Linked DNA regions of Sparus aurata: region 2 is linked to region 1. The links are chromatin contacts, called in public Hi-C maps. All regions are on one chromosome and are shown on one strand. The core of a region is the stretch at or near the end of the contact, and the rest is flanking DNA. Distances in the headings are between cores, read along the strand shown. Region 1 holds the start of matr3l1.1 (matrin 3-like 1.1). Region 2 holds the start of LOC115569297 (transcription factor COE3).

Region 1 (5,087 bases), core at 1,425-3,924:
AATTAATTTAGTCAAATTTAAATCAGATGATGTTTTTGTTTTATGATTCTTATTTTATATTTGTATAATTTCTCTTCCACTGACTTTGTGTCTTTGTTTTAAATTCTCTGTCTCACTCTGGTCACCTGTGATTTATTGATTTGATTTGATTTGATTGTGCAGGTTTGATTTATTGTTCGATCATTTCTGCAGCAGGTTAGACATTTCTTCACTTTCTGTCAACCTCATATTTTATTTGACTGTTTTAAAGCTATAATTATATTAACAGTGTTTGTGTTAAAATAAACTGGATGTAACTCGTATTTCCCTAAAACACAAGCACAGTTTTTATTTGAATAATGTTTTATTTTTGTAATTTTATTTAAATGAGGCTGAAAACTGGCTGAGCTGTAAAATGTGTTTTTATCAGAGCGCCTGTTGTTGTATTCAACAAATACAGAATAGATTATCTTTTCAACAATAAAAACATGTTGAATTGTTTCAGACTGAGCAGAAATTGATGTAAAATACCATCAGCTGTATTTTATCATCTTTATTTCCACAAACTCATCAGAGTGAAACAGACGGCTGCTGATCTGTTCACCGTGTGGTCTGTGGCGCCGCCTGCTGCTTCATCACCACCAGCACCACCTACCTCCTGAGGTTTGAGTGCAGGACGGAAAAAGGACGAGACACCTGACAGTGAAAGAGAAATGTTGTTTCAGTCACATGTGATTTGTTACTTTATATTTCTATATGTCTCCTCATTTGTTCTTCTCATTGTTAAATTCATCCTGTGTTTTATCTGAGTGTATTTCTGAAGAATGTCATGGAGGATTTAAAGCCAACGTGGATGAGACGACCCTAAAATGTCATGATGAAGTCCAGGTGACAGCACAGAAAGCTCCAGAACAGCTGCTCAGTGGACGGTGACATGAGATCACCAGCTATATTTGCAGATAATGATTTATTTTGACCTGATGGATGAACTTCTTATTTTCATCTAATCATAATAAAAAAAACAGAATCGCATTGTTCAAAAGTCATATCAAGCAATCTTTGTTCATTTTTTATATTAAATAATAAAATAACACACAATAAAGTGAACATGAAGACCATCTGAGATTATAATACAGTGTTAGATATAATAATACCGACTGTTGCTGCTGAAAGCTTTGGTTTTGGTCTAGAGGCAAGACAGCGAAATATAAAAGTCATTTTATACATGAAAATAGATTTTAAACAAACATTTTATTATTATAAAGTTGTGTTCTGTGAAACCTTCAGGAGTGAAGCAGCCGTGCTGGATGTGTCCTGCTGGTAGTTTTCTCTCTGCAGGTTTGAATGACTAGCTGATGAAGGAGATGATGAAGCTCAGTGTGTCTGCAACACTTTGGACGGTGTTTGGTTTGAAAACTGGTCCTATGGCGCCTCCTTGCGGTCAAAACATCATATGACATTAGACATTCAGACCTCTCTGATAATTTCTCTTGAGTGTCATGTAAACGCACTCTGAGAGAAAACGTTTGGATTTAGATTTTTGATGCATGATATTTTTTTTATATATATATATATATATATATATATATATATATATATATATATATATATATATATATATATATATATATATATACTATATATATATATATATATATAACTATAACTATATATATATATATATATATATATATATATATATATATATATATATATATATATATATATATATATATATGTCTACCACACAAGTATGTAAAGTTAAAGCGAAACTCTCGCCAAAAAGCAACCAAGGCTTTATTTGTGATTGAATATGAGTCAAACCTTCGTGTGAAAGCATTATCACGGCGAAAGAGGCACTTTTAAGATTTACCGTAGTTTCGGTTTTGGGCACGTTAATTTTGAACGGGAGAGCTGAGCATGACACTAGCATCAAAATCGCTATTTTTAGAACACTAAGAAGGCTCGACACAACATGAAACTTTGCTCTTTGCACGCTTGAGGAGCGGTTCATACTCTCCTGCCTGTCAGGTCGCACTCGGGGATCAACACTTTTTGCCTGCCATGACGGGGACACGCAGGAGATGCAGCAGCTAACGTGAGTAGTTCAAATACCTTCTTTTTCATACACTCTGTGTACACAAACAATGTTCTCAATGCTCTTGTTCATGAGTAGAGACCCTGGTGATGCTACGAGCAAAGTTTTATGTTGTGTCGAGCGTTCTTAGTGTTCTAAAAATAGCGATTTTGATGCTAGCGTGTCATGCCCCAAGCTCTGCCGTTCAAAATTAACGTGCCCAAAACCGAAACTACGGTAAATCTTAAAAGTGCCTCTTTCGTCGTAATTATGCTTTTATACGAAGGTTTGACTCATATTCAATCCCAAATAAAGCCTCGGTTGCTTTTTGGCGAGAGCTTCGCTTTAAATGTTTTTATTTCAGTTCAATTCAACTTTACTATCTCAAGCAACTGTCTGCAGCAGGGTTAGATAGACTTAAATATAAACCTTGATTTATTCAAATTTTATGTATCTTATTTATTAATTTTTTATTTTGTTTCTTCTAATTAATTAATTGTATGGTTTTATTTCATTGTTTTTTTTTTCCATTAACATTTGTCATTTTTCAATTGTATAATTTTTAATCGCAGGGAGTCCTCCAGAACAGCAGGGGTCGATGGTTCAGCCTAGTTTGGTTTGAAGACCGTCATTATCGTAGAAGAGGAAGAATCCCTCGGAGAGTCAGACAGTCAGTTAGCCAACTGTTAGTTGTTAGCTCCTTTTTCTGCATCTGTCTGCAGTTGAAACAAAGTCGTCCCTTGTTGCTTCCTGTCTTAATGAACGACTCGGTGCTGTGTTAAGGAGTCCGGTGTTTCTCTGGAGGTAAGCTCGCTGCTCAGCTCATCTCTCTGTCGTAAGATAACTGTGTTGACGCTCGGAAAGCTAACGCTGTTAGCATGTTGAAACAACGTCTGGTCTCATACAGGTGATGGAGACTGAATCCACACAGAAGCTCTGAGACTCAACCGGACGCTGACCAACATGTCATTCACCACTTTAGCTTCATATGTTCAGTAGCATTAGCTTATAAACGGTTATAACCACACGTTAGTGACTGAAGATCTCTGAATGTTCTGTGTTTCGTGTTCTGATGATTCTTCATGTTCCGCTGTAACTGACCTGTCTGCCGGTACGGTTCTGCAGAGGTTCAAAACCACACTGACTCTTCTGCCTCAGGTTCACTGTGATCGTCACAAACAGCTGGGAGATGACAACATTTTCAGTCCTAAGCATGATGAATGTACAGTGATATACATTAAATCAAAGAAGATCCACACGGTAGGGACTCTGACAACAGAGTGTTTGGTATTATTGACTTATTATTGATCAGATCAGATCAGATCAGATAAGATAATCCATCGTTGATCCAAGAGCAGGAAATTCATGTGTTACAGCAGCACAGGTACACATACATATAGAACGTATATAATAGTTATAGCAACATTATGTCATTGTTTTACCTTAAAGGTCCCATATTATGAAAAAGAAGTTTTCTCTGGTCACTACATACATAAACTGGTCCTCCCTGAGCCTGCCAACTCCCAGAATGAGGAAAACAAGCGATTCCTTCATGGTCTCTGCAGCCCACCCACTGGTAAAACGGCACTCCTACAGGCTGTTCAGATTCATTTTCATAGTCCGGCCTCCTCTGCGCAGTGATAGGAGATATCTGAAAAGGGGGCGTTCATCCCTGAGGGGAAGTTTGGTGTGTCCAGTTGTAAGATAGCAGTACCCCCATTCACACTGGCTTTTTGGTGCGGCTTTAGTATGCCAATTCCCCGCCTCCATCTCAGTGTGAATCTCTCGGAGTCGGCGAGGGGTGAAATTTAGCTCCGGCGCTGAGCCGCCTCTGGAGGTAACCTAGTATCAGGGCCGTATTATTGGAGAACCGAACCAGTGTGAACGGATAAGCCGGCTTCGTGTATCCTGGGCGTGTCGATCGGACCGTCTTTAACTACAGGGGTCCTTAATACAGAGAAATGTCCCACAAAGCAACGTCACATGACCAAACAAAAGTAATACAGTAACTGTAACCGTCTTTGGCAACTTATATGAGGAAAAAAATACCGCAGATATACGTGGAGAAGCTTCTGTCCTCCCGGCAGTCCTACTGACTCTTCATCACATTTCTGCCCAAAAAACAGCGTCTGTCACCGGTAAAAAACTTTTATTCACCGAGTGTTTGTGATGAAAATAAATCACGGTCAGCCCTCCAGTCGAGACTTCAGTGAACTTCCCCCCATAAAACAGTCCCTAACCTTGAACATCATCACCGAGACATGTAACGTCACGCCTCTTAAGGAGCCACGGCGCCGGCTTCCTGTGTGAATTCACGGCTTTTCGTCTTTAAGGCGGAGATGCTTCGCTCTGTGTGAATCACCATCGGCGGAGAATTGGCGAGCTTCGGCTTTTATGCAAGAGTACCCATCTGCAGTCAAGATGGCCATACCGGAAGTCCCAACCGGAAGTTGGTTGATCACCAAAATAAAACCAAAATAAAAGCCGCTATTTATCCAATCCATACCGGAAGTCTCACGCGGAAGTTAGGTAATCACAAAAATAAAAGCTTAAAAAACACGTACGTTTAACCATAGACTCTATGGTTAACACATAACATAATTCTATGAATTTTGTGCACTTACATGTTTATCGTAACGGTGTAATTGATTAGTTAATTGTCTCGCCACGACTTTACTAAGAAGTTAGTTAGAAGCCTATAATAATCACTAACATAAATGTTAACATTTCATAGATTTAGCTTCAAAATCAACGTTATGAATAAAAATGTAAATATTATGTTTGTGTGGTGGTGGTAGGGGGCACACACACACACACACACACACACACACATACACACACACACACAAACAATAGGACTGAAGAATAACTAAGAATAAATAAACTGAATTCTCAAATTAAATAGAGAATTGATAAACGGTCACAACAAATGGCATACTTATTATGAAATTAGTCCATGGTAAATGTTAATTTATGTTACTGTTTCATTGATTTACAATTAATATTGATTGTAAATATTAATATTACAGTT
Region 2 (5,087 bases), core at 1,077-3,576, 600 kb before region 1:
ATCTTTGGATCCACGGACATTAAAGTCCTGGTGCTGTTAAAGAATATCCAGAGGGGGTTAATGTGTTCGAAAAATGCTCCAATACAGGTTCCAACGGGTTCTGGGGGATTCTAAGGAATATGAAGAGGATTTAAGATGTTCTTATTAAGGTTCTGAGGAATTTCAAGGGACCTTGGGATCCAGAAAAGTTGATGGAGGTTTGGAGATTGAAGGTCCTGGAGTTGTCAAAGAATTTCCAGAAGGGTTTCTGTATTACTGAGAAGGGAGTCCAGGGATGTTCGCAGGTATCGAGGCTTTTTAGGGGGATTTCAGAGCATCTTAAGAAGAACCAGGGTGTCTTAAAGGATTCCCAGGGGGTCAGTGTTCCGTGGGAGGTTCTCTACATTTACAGGCTTCTAAAGGAGGTTCTGGTCATGTGGATCAGGGAGCTCTGAGGGTTCTTTAATTGGTTGCAGGGGCTTGAATAAAGGTCCTGGAGATTTTTAAGAGAGATCTCATGGGTGATCATGATAGTCCCCCCAGGTACTTTGGGGTAATTCTTACGGTACTCCAGGAGGTCTAGATGAGGGTTCTGAGAGGATCCAGAAGTGGTTTGAGGCTCCTGTGATCGTGTGTCTTCATGCTCTGTCATGCCGTCTTGAGTTCTTGTGGAGTTTCCGAGGGGAATCTTACAGGAGAGCTCTGTGATGGCAGTGTTCTGGAGGAGGTTTGTCACGCCATCATGATCCAAACCTAAAATCACAAGAAGAAGCAGAATGAGGAGAATCAACACAATAAATAAAATAAAATCAGATTAAATGTATTAGAGAGGGGAACACACACATTGTGAGAATCTGCTCCATCAGGCCTCTGTGACAATTATTAAAATGTGACGATGATGATTTTTATTTGTGGAATTTTACTGAAATGATAAAAGTGTAACATTAATTATCAGAAATGTTTTTACTGAAGACACATAATTATAATGATTAAAACGATGAAATCATATTATTAATAATGTATATTATATCAGAGCCGGGCGGTGAGACGAGCCTGTTGCCGCCTGGTTTCTAATCCGGACCCTCTTCTTCTTTTTCTTCTTCTTCTTCTCCATCCTCCTCTTCTTCATCACCAACATGTTTGCAGCGTCTCATTGACTTTTTCTCTCCGCGCACACAGAAATATTTTTCCAGGCTTTCCAGACGTTTCTGTGTCCCTGGAGGAGGCAGCGGGCTAAAGGAGGATAAATATTTAATCAGCGCTGCTCTGGAGTTTGTGCTTAATTAGAGGAATTCTGCTCCTGCCACGAAAATGAACAAAAAAATGACTGCTGGAGATGTCAAAGCCCCCAAAACATCAAGAGGGATGATCAGAGAATAATAATAATAATTATTAATATTAGTTATTATTATTATTACGGACTTGCAATTATTATGGATCGCTGCGGCCTGCTCCCTTTAAACTCTAAAACTAAAGACAAAGACAGCAGTGAAATAAAACACTGACTGAAACACAGCTTATTAGAGGCTTTCCCTCCTGGTGCGTGTGTCTGTGTGTATGTGTATGTTTGTGTGTGTGTGTGTCTGCGCGCGCGCGCGCGCGCGTGTGTGTGTGTGTGAGAGAGAGAGAGTGCCATATGTCCGTGCGTAAAAAAGCGCAAATTGGTGCCAAATTTGCGCGCCTCCCGTGTCAGTCAGCCCGAACGCGGGATGACAGAGGAGATTATTCCACATGAAACCAGTTAATCCCCCCAAATCTGAAGAAGTCTGTGAGGTTTGAGGAAGTGAATACAGATTTGTGTTACTGATGAGGTTCAGTATTACAGTCTCGTACCCGCTGAAATAAATCTGGAGCGGGAAAGAGACGCGGAAGGTTTGGGTGAAGGAGGTTCAAGCTTCTGTCTAAACCTTAACAACTCATTTAATGACGGATTGGAAAGTTAAAACTACAGATATTATAGAGTCGAGACATAATGTGAGTTTGCAGAAACAAGAATCAGAGTTAAATGATGCGTAAAAATCAGAAAGTGACCTGTGACTGTGTGCGGGTCAACATGTCAGTCTGTGTGTTCACATGTCTGAAGAGTCTCCGTCATGAAGTCTTTTCGCACAATCTTGAAACATTCAAACCTCATTTTTTACAGTGCGCACGGCCGAACACGCGGAAACCCTTATTTGGAGTCCGTTTTGAAAAAACAATGACGCAACGCGCCACTACCACCAATCAGAAGCCAGAGGTGCGACCAATATCCGAATGAGCTGCCCTTATTTGGTGCTGTCCCCGCCCCCTCCCGCTCCACGCCGGTCCCACGGGAGCTGCCGAGCCCCGGACCCCGGGAGAAGGAGCTCTCCGCCGGGACAGAGGAGCCATAAAGAGCCGGGGAGGGAGGGGGATGAGATTTCTCGCTGCCCAATCCCCCTGTTCCCCCGGGAGCAGCAGCCTTCCACGGTCCGTCCCTCCCTCTTGTTTGCTAATCATTTCATTTTACTCCTTTTTGAAGCGCTGGCGTGTTTTTTTATCCCACTTTTCATTTCTTCACAATCCGCGGCTGCTCGCACTCCCTCTGATCCCCGGCTCTCCGCGCTCCGTTCTCCCGGCGTCAGGCGCTCCGGATCCCGGCTGATTCTCCTGCATCCCACTGTCTCCCTCTCTCTCTCTCTCTGCGGGCTCCTCTGAGATGCTCTCCCCGCTCTCCGAGCCTCTCTCCGCCCTCTTTTAACTTCACAGAGACGCCGGTTTAACGCCCGGACAGCTGCGAGCCAGGGCTGGGATCTAAAACAACCCCGGAGAAACCCAGAGGGATCCCGGGCTCTTCTTTGGATCAGGACCCGGTACTTTGGGGAAGCGCTCGTGTGTCCCTCCTCCTCCTCCTCCTCCTCCTCCTCCTCCTCATCGCTCCTCTTTTCTCCACCTTAATCCAGGTTGGCTTTTTTTGAGTGGCTGGTACAGGGAGGATTATTCTTCTTTCTTGTTTCTGGTGAAGACAAAGCTCCCAGAAGGACACTTTGATGTTCTCCATCCAGGACAGCCTCCCCCGGGGGGCCCTGACCATGAAGGAGGAGCCGCTCCCCACCGGCATGACCCCGGTCCGCTCCTGGATGCAGGGCGCAGGGATTTTGGACGCCAACACAGCGGCCCAGAGGTAAAAATATCACCGAAACCGAGCAACTTTTAAGCTCTCTGCTGCGCGCTGCCAATCCTGTCCATTAGTGCCACCGTTAGAAAACTCCAGCGTGAAGGTGAAAGTCATGTTTGCATCCTCCAGGATCCGCCTGAGAAGTGACGAAGGTTCAGTCTGCAGAGCAACAGACGACAAAACAGCGAGTTGAACCAAAGTTAGAACAGATCCAAGCACATGGCTGAGAGTCAGAGTCACAGCTCCGGGGTCGTTTTATGTTAGAGACAAATAATAGAAGTCGAAGAGACGACGAAGAGAGCGCAAAGTGAATGAAACAGAAAAGACTGAAAACTTTGAGCCTAAACTGTCACAACATCAACTGAAGCGTTCTGGACGCTTTGGGTTTCCTCTGATAATTCATGTAAAATGACCGAAGTTCGGTTCTAATTCAGAAATCAGTTAAATTCATTTGGAGAGGAAAAAAAAAAGATTCCAAGAAAGAATCACTTCATAAACTGACGTCAGACAGAAACTGTGTTTTAGCCCAGCAGGGTTCATGGTGTCAGCGCGGAGCGGCTGCCCCATCACACCGACTCCCTCCACCTCTCCGCCAGATTCGGCTTCACTGACTGTCCGCTGCGGGCGGACACACACGCCGTAATGCTCTCCGCGCACCCACGTGTCTTTATAAACCAAAAGTCAAGTTGAAGTCATGTTTCGGTTCCCACACGCGGCTCCGTGATTCATTTAAACAAATCTGACACGCGTTTTGGTGCTGCGAGAACACGCCGCGCGCCGAGAGCGCCGAGAGGCGGCGGGAGGAGCGCTGAGCTGCAGCCCGCTGCACGAGGCTCATCTCTGGATACTCATCGCAATTATCGCAGTTAGCACATGTTTATTTCTTTAAATATCACAGAGATTTTCTATTTTACACAAACAAAATATTTTACAAATTCTGAAGAAGTGCACTCAATTTAAACCGCGAAATTAATTTAAATCCTGAACCAACTCCGGGAGGAAATGAAGCTTAATTTAAATGGCCTTACACATTCAAATAAAAAGATTTTCGAGTTGTTTGCACGCGAGATAAAAACAAGTTAACGTTTGACCTCCGTGATAAAAACACGCAAAACACGGACCGAACTTCACCCAGAACCCACCCGATGTTAGCGTTTTTAAAATGTAAAGTTTTTGAAGCCTCACAGAGCTGAGCAAATAGTTTTAATTCCAAACCTGAAGGTCCAAAAATCAATAATTCGCACGGCGGAATATAAATTAAAATATTTTTTTAGATGTCATGAGATTCTCCTCCGTCTTCGTCTGCAATTATTTCCAGTCACATCTGACGTTCATAATGAGAGTTTTGAGTGTCTAAATTGCTGAAGTGTCTCTCGGGGAGACATCAGGTGAGCTCCGGTGAAATTTGACCGCTTAACTCAAATAAATCAATGCAGGATTCTCAGCGCTGCCTCAGGTTCAGATCACCTGGACGTGAAGAGGAAAAATCAGTCCGCTGCTCAGAAAACACGCGGGTGACTTTGAAACACTTCGTTATTATTTCTGCCGGGATTTAAATCTGTAATAGTTGATCTTCACTGTAATTACAAACATTTAAATTAACGTGAATTCCTTCATGTCAGAAGCATCAACTATATGAAATGAATGTGGACAACAGATCAGATTCATTTTCAGTGTTTGTAGCTATTTTAAACAGAACATCATTTAATCCATTAATCTCGTTGCTTCCTGCAGTTGTGACACATTCAACATCCAGATTATCATGAAAACACCTAGACTGCAGCCTCACATCAAAAGTGTGAGGACATTAAAACCCAACAGAAACTTCAGTCTTGTCCAAATACCTCTTCATAAAAAAGAAGGTAGAGACAGAGATAATAAGAAAAAAATAACTGTATACGCAGAACAATACTTTTCTAACAAACACATGATTTTTAGATTAATTAATTTTTTGTTTGGTCTTTAGAAAATC

Evidence for each region. A called contact is a pair of places that touch in the nucleus more often than the background predicts.
Region 2: a Hi-C map of skeletal muscle shows a contact between it and region 1, with 16 times the contacts expected there. The contact joins the promoter of LOC115569297 here to the promoter of matr3l1.1 in region 1. A contact is called at or near these places in 2 of 2 Hi-C or Micro-C datasets (skeletal muscle and an unstated tissue).

What each region holds. Positions count from the first base shown.
Region 1 is chr18:1,632,918-1,638,004 of fSpaAur1.1, reverse strand. It overlaps matr3l1.1 (matrin 3-like 1.1), which reads left to right and starts at 2,674. Exons shown (of 21, transcript XM_030395897.1): 1 at 2,674-2,860.
Region 2 is chr18:2,235,183-2,240,269 of fSpaAur1.1, reverse strand. LOC115569297 (transcription factor COE3) reads left to right here and starts at 2,326. Exons shown (of 13, transcript XM_030397328.1): 1 at 2,326-3,121. The coding sequence starts at 2,988.